Linked DNA regions of Sus scrofa: region 2 is linked to region 1. A link is a contact called in public Hi-C data. All regions are on one chromosome and are shown on one strand. Each heading gives the region's core, a stretch centred on a gene start, on an enhancer-like site or on the middle of the called end of the contact. The rest is flanking DNA. Distances are from core to core; before and after follow the strand shown. Region 1 holds the start of AP3D1 (AP-3 complex subunit delta-1). Region 2 holds the start of REEP6 (receptor expression-enhancing protein 6).

Region 1 (3,043 bases), core at 346-2,845:
GCTCAGCACCTGAAATGCAGCCCAACCAGCCACTCTCTCAACTCACAACGAAACTGAAATCAGACCAGGGTCAAATACACTTGTTACCAGCACAACTGACCACAGCTTCCAACATGCTGCTAATCCCAAACGAACCCAGAGAAGAGAAGGGGTGCCGGAAATGAGCTAAAAAAACCTAGTTACATGTCAGCGAGGTCACACCCGTTCTGAAAAAGTGTAACAAAGAGGCAGGAACTCAGGCTCCTAGCAGAAGAACAGAGCTGGAGCCTAGGGCCCTTGGTGCCTCCTGGCAAATTCCTTAACTTCTCTGCACCTTCCTCTCTGTAATGCTGGGCTTGCCCGGCGCCATTGTGAGGAGGGCTAGGCGGCCTCTGGCACTAGGATCGGCACAAGATCATACAGCTGCTCTCCTTAGGGCAGCCTCTCCCTCCAGCAGGGAAAGGGGGACTTTCTTCCCTGTCCCACTGCGTAACTGTAGGCTTGGGCCTTCTTCCTTGGAAGCCAGCAGCCCGGTGGTCACTAACTCGCCCAATTCCTCCTAAATCTAGGTCACAGGTTGGGGGGATGGGGGAGAGATGAAAATGGTGCCCACGATTGTACTATGATTTCTGGAAAGCGTTTTCCTTCCTGGCTGTGGAGTTTCTACTTGAAGTCGGCTTCTCCCTTGCAGGACCCCTGAGGGGTTTCCTTATTTTGGCCTAGGGCTTCCGCTGTCCCCCCATCGTTGCCCCCAAGAGTGGCGGCCTGGCCATCTTCCAGGGGCGGGGTGGGAATACCGGCCCAGGAGGCTAGGCCCAGTTCCAAGCCGGGCACCAGGGAGCGATCTGGACTTGCGTTAATCCCATAAGGGGTTCCCTCTGGGGGCGACCTACGGACAAGGTCCCCTAAACAGGAGCCCAAGACCTGGGGTGGGGTGGGGGTCCTGCACTTTGAACAAGAAATCCAGAAACATGCTCAAGACGGGAGAGCCGCCGCTGGGCCAGTGGCACTGGGTGTGTGTGACGACACTGCCAAGCCTCTTCCGGGGCTACCCTCGGGGAGGAGGAGGCGGGCCCCCACCGCCGAGCGGGTAAACTGAGGCTCGCGGACGGAGCGTGCGTAAATCCAGGGCGGATAGGCAGGCGGGGCTCAAGCCAGGAGCGGGGCCTCTGTCTGGGTCCTGCCGGGTAGGACCGATTCGGGATCGAACGGGGTTGGGGTCAGGGCAAGAAGCCCGGCCAGGTTCAGCGCGCCGGGCTCACCTCGTCCTCCTTATGGTTCCGGATGCCGCGCACCAGGTCCTGCAGATTCTTGTCGAACATACGGTCGATGCTGCCCTTGACCATCTTGAGAGCCATCGCGGCGGCGGCCACCGCCGGGCTCGAGACTTGGGAGACGCGCGGCCGGGTGCCCTGAAGGGGCAAGGGGGCCTCGCCTGCCGCCCGTGGAGCGCTGCGCTGCCGGCCGCCGCGGTGGGGCGGGTTCTCAGGCCAGGTCGGCGGCGGTCGGCGGGGTGGCGGGGGCGGGGGCGGGGGCGGCGGCGGCGACGACCCGCTGGGCAGGCCGCGCTCCCTTTCCCTCCGGCTCCGCGCCGAGCCGCTTGCAAATGGCGGACAAGATGGCGGCCGGTCAGCTGACGGCCCTAGCAGAGTCCCGGCGGCCCGCCCCCGGGAGCCCCGCCTCCCTAGAAACCCCTCCCCTTCAACTTACTGCGTTTCCCTAACAACGCCAAGCCGCCCAATGGAAACGCAGACAACGATCACAGGGCCCTTCGGCCTTGCTCTCTACGGCTCAAGACTCTTCCCTCTCATTGGTCAGTGACATCATTAGCTCCACCTACTTCCCCGTTCAAGGTTGTAACCACGCCCCCTTGGCGTGCCCTCTCTGCCCCGCCCCTCAGCTAAGTGACAGGCGTAAGAGAGCCCAGCTGTGGGTGGAGCCTGCTATGGGCGGGGCGCCCACGTGGAGTTTCCCAGGCAGGTTCCTGGAGAAGGATCCAGCTCCGCCCTTTCTGATTGTAAAAGCTGACACTGTCTGAGAACCTCCAAATTCGACTCTGTCTCCAGAACGTCTCACAAAATCCTATCATATGGGCAGACAGGGATTAACATGCCCACCTGGAGAAGCTGAGGACCAGAGCTAGGACTTCAATCCAGTTATTCACTCAAGAAGTTTTTTTTCTTTTTCCCGCAGCACCAAGGGCATATGGAAGTTCCCTGGCCAGGAATCCAATCTGAGCTGCAGCTGCAACAACTCGGTTTTTTTGTTTTCCTTCATTTTAAAAAGTTTTATTGAAATATAGTTGATTTACAGCCTTGTGATAAACACTGAATTCTTAACCTACTGCTACGGGCAGGGATCTAACCCGCGCTGCCTCAGACAATGGGGGATTTTTAACCCACTGCACCACAGGGAGAACTCCCCCATTCAAGGAAAACTTATTGAGCACCTACTTTATGCCAGGCCTCCCTCCCAAGTGAATGAGATACAAGTGGTTCCTGCCCACCAGGATCCACCACTAAGAGAGTAAAAGCGAGCCACAAACTGTAATGAGATATTAGCAACACATGTATCTGCCAAAGGATTTATATCCACAATATACCTGAACAGAAAATAAAGCAGAACCAAACAAAAAATTCCTACAAAACGAAAAGAGGTGTTCTCATTGTGGCACAGTGGAAACGAATCTGATTAGTAATCATGAGGATGTAGGTTCAATCCCTGGCCTTGGTCAGTGGCTTAAGGACCTGGCACTGCCATGAGATGCAGTGAAGATCACAGACACAGCTCAGATCCCACATTGTTGTGGCTGTGGTATAGGTGGGCAGACAGAGCTCTGATTTAACCCATAGCCTGGGAACTTCCATATGCCATGGGTGCAGCCCTAAAAAGCAAAAACAAAAAACAAAACAAAAAAAACACCAAAAAGAAAAAGACAATTCAGTTAAAATATGGGGAGTTCCCGTCGTGGCACAGTGGTTAACGAATCCGACTAGGAACCATGAGGTTACGGGTTCAGTCCCTGCCCTTGCTCAGTGGGTTAACGATCCGGCGTTGCCGTGAG
Region 2 (3,043 bases), core at 299-2,798, 560 kb before region 1:
TTCAAAGCAAGATAGAGGAGGGAGGGAGGAGATGGTGACAAGAAATGCTGACAGGGCACCAGGCCCTGGGGTGAGTGTTGCACCCCACAGATCTTCCTCCTCTTGCCCCCACTGTATAGACCAGGGGCTGACATATACCAAGACCCATAGAGAGCTGGTGATTTGCCTCAGGCCACACAGCCATTCATAACAGGAGATAACATTCATAACAAGAACAACAGGAGGTGGCTGAGACCTCTGAGGAGGCAGTCTCATGGCCAGGCTCACCTTGGGGTCTTTCTTCAGGCGCAGGCGGTGGCCCCAGTGCGGAGTCAGGGAGTGCTGGACCACGCCCCGGTGCCGCAGATGGAAATACTGCCCGTCAGGGAAGATCTGGGAATGTAAGGAGCAGATGGCTGGGACCTGGCTCCCCTGATGGAGCCCCTTCCAAGACAGGGGCCAGCCCGCCTGCTTTACATCCTCCCCCAACCAGGTGCTCTCTGGAGTCCCAGAATTTGAAATTGGTCGAGGCAGAGGTGGCCAGGGGCGAGTCTTTGATATCTGGGGAAACTAGGGAGTGCCCTCCTATTTGCCAGGGTTTGGAGTCATCCAGTCTCTGCCCCCTCTCTTCAATACGGAACCCACCTGCCCCAGGTTGACAAAGCCGAATTTGCGCGCCAGGCGCTCGGCCTCCTGGTAACCCTGGGACACCCGTACGGCCCAGCTGCTCACATAGATGGGGGCCCGGGCCAAGGCCCACCCCACAGTCACAGGGCCAACGAGCGCCAGGCCCAGGACCAAAGTCAGGCGCAGCCAGAGGGCAGTCCGGGCGGGCAGCATGCCAGCGGGGGCGGGCCCGGGGGCGGGGCCTCACAAAGCCCCTCCTCCTGGCCAAACCGCCGAGATGGCCCAAGTGCCCGCCCCGCCCCTGGAGCCATAGCAACCTCTGAAAGACTTCAACTCCCAGGGGGCCTTGCGGCTCCCCGACCTCAGGGGCGCGAAGATCTGACAGCAGGTGAGGGGAGACACATGCAACTGGTCTCCTGCAACCTCAAACCTTTGGGAACCTCAGTCTCCCCATTTATGCAATGACCTCAATTCTTCTGACCCAGAGGAGGGGGTTCATGGTTGCTGTAATTGATCCCACCCAATATTTGGTCCCGCCCACTTTCCTATACACCCCTCCCCCAGGAATAAGCCTTGTCTCCTTCCAAGTCCAACCAGGATTGCTCCTTCGAATAAGTCCCGCCTCCTCAGTTTAGCCCCGCCCCAACCCCGCCTTCATATTCCGTCCCTCCTTCTTTATGTGCGGCCACGCCCCTTCTCTGTTTTCGCTATTAGTATCTTTTCTCCAATCCAGTTCTGGCCTTTATCTGGCCCCTCCCTCTAGCTCCGCCTCCCTCGGCTCCACCCACAACGGCTCAGCCAATAATCCCTGGCCATGACCCCGCCCCCCCAATCAGCTACGTCCCGCTCTGTCTCGGCCAATCGGCGCCTTCAGCTGCCGCGCCCCGCCCTCTTCCCCCAAAGTCGCGGCTGCCGCGGCCGCGGCCCGCCAAAGGGCAATGCGGCGGAGGAGACGGGGCAGGCCCCACCTCCTTTGTCCGCCCTGCCCTCCCATTGGCCAGAGCGGGGGGCAGAAGAGGGAGACCATCTCGGGGGCGGAGACCAGCCCGGGGGCGGATTCGGGCCCGGGGGCGGATTCGGGCCCGGGGGCGGAGCCGTGCGGCTTGTGCCAAGGGAAGGCAGCGCGCGGGCTGCACGGCCGGTGTGCGGGCCGACGATCAAGTTCAGGCTGCCAGCCCCGGGCCCGGCGGTGCCATGGACGGCCTGCGCCAGCGCTTCGAGCGCTTTCTGGAACAGAGGAACTTGGCCACCGAAGCGCTAGGGGCGCTCGAAGCCAAGACCGGTGTCGACAAGCGGTACTTGGCCGCGGGTGAGCCGTCGGGGGGAGCGCTTGGGGCGACACCCCCTTTTGCCAAAGAGCACTCTGAAGCCCTGGGCCACGAGGGCCTCAGGCATGCCCCCTCCGGCCGGCGCCGGCTGCGGGGTCTAGATAGGGCGGCGGGGCGCGCCCACAGCCCAGCGAGGAGACTGAGATCCTAGGGAGGGGTCATGGACGAGGACCTTCGTTCTGCCCTCAGCCCCTCTCTGCCCCAAGCAATGCGACCTCGGACTTGGGCCACCCCTTATCTCGGCCCCGCAACACCCCCACTCGAGCCATCAGGTCTGGAGGCTGTCCTCTGCCCCTTCTTTTCAGGCCCTGGGTTCCCGCCAGGCAGAAGTCCGGTTCTTCCAGTTGTCCTGCTGGTCCCGGGGGAGGAGGGGGCAGGAGATAGCCAGTTCCCTGCCAGTGTCACCAGCCCCTTCCCTGATGGATCCAAGCCTGGAAGCAATTGTAGAGATCTTCTTTTCCCAGAGAATGCTCCAGACAAGGAGGGGAAGAGTCACTCCCACCTCCCCTTCCTTTGTTTTCCTGCTAGGATTCCCCTTCTCTCCACCCAACCTTGGCCTGGCCTCTCCCTCCCCTGCCTGGAATTGGGTTGCTTGACCGATGTGGTGGGTTTAGAGAAAGGTTGGATGGGGCCAACAGAGAGGGAGATCCAGCCACCCCTAATTGTCACTCTCTTTCCAGTCCCTCCTCTGCCTTTCCTCCTCAATGACCTTGTGGGGCTCCTGACATCCTCTGAAACACTTCCCTCTCCTCTTTTTCTGTACTCCAAGTCCATCTGTTTGTTGCCACCCGTTCCAGGAAGCCCCCCAGAATGAATCACAGGACACTGTTTGGACACTAGGGGGAAGGGACCCTAAGCGAGGATGTGCACATGTTTTGAGCACCTGTGTATAGATCCCGAGAGTCTGCTTTCCTCCCATTTCTCCACCAACTGGGGATTCCCATGCTGGGCAGCCCAAGGAGGGTCCGAAACCTGCCCCCTGCCCCAGGTTCCTGGTCCCCAACTCATGCTGACTCAGCCAGGAACCTGCCCCTGGGAGCCAATGCTTGACCTCGTGTCTGCCTTTTCACATCTCTGATACCAGTGGGTGGGGAATTTAGGTCAAAGAG

Evidence for each region. A called contact is a pair of places that touch in the nucleus more often than the background predicts.
Region 2: a contact with region 1 is called in a Hi-C map of skeletal muscle, with 5 times the contacts expected there. The contact joins the promoter of REEP6 here to the promoter of AP3D1 in region 1. A contact is called at or near these places in 2 of 47 Hi-C or Micro-C datasets (liver and skeletal muscle).

The regions. Positions count from the first base shown.
Region 1 is chr2:76,426,995-76,430,037 of Sscrofa11.1, reverse strand. It overlaps AP3D1 (AP-3 complex subunit delta-1), which reads right to left and starts at 1,595. Exons shown (of 32, transcript XM_021084197.1): 1 at 1,242-1,595. The coding sequence starts at 1,337.
Region 2 is chr2:76,987,519-76,990,561 of Sscrofa11.1, reverse strand. It overlaps REEP6 (receptor expression-enhancing protein 6), which reads left to right and starts at 1,548. Exons shown (of 6, transcript XM_021084238.1): 1 at 1,548-1,915. The coding sequence starts at 1,801. It overlaps PCSK4 (proprotein convertase subtilisin/kexin type 4), which reads right to left. Exons shown (of 15, transcript XM_021084236.1): 2 at 268-372.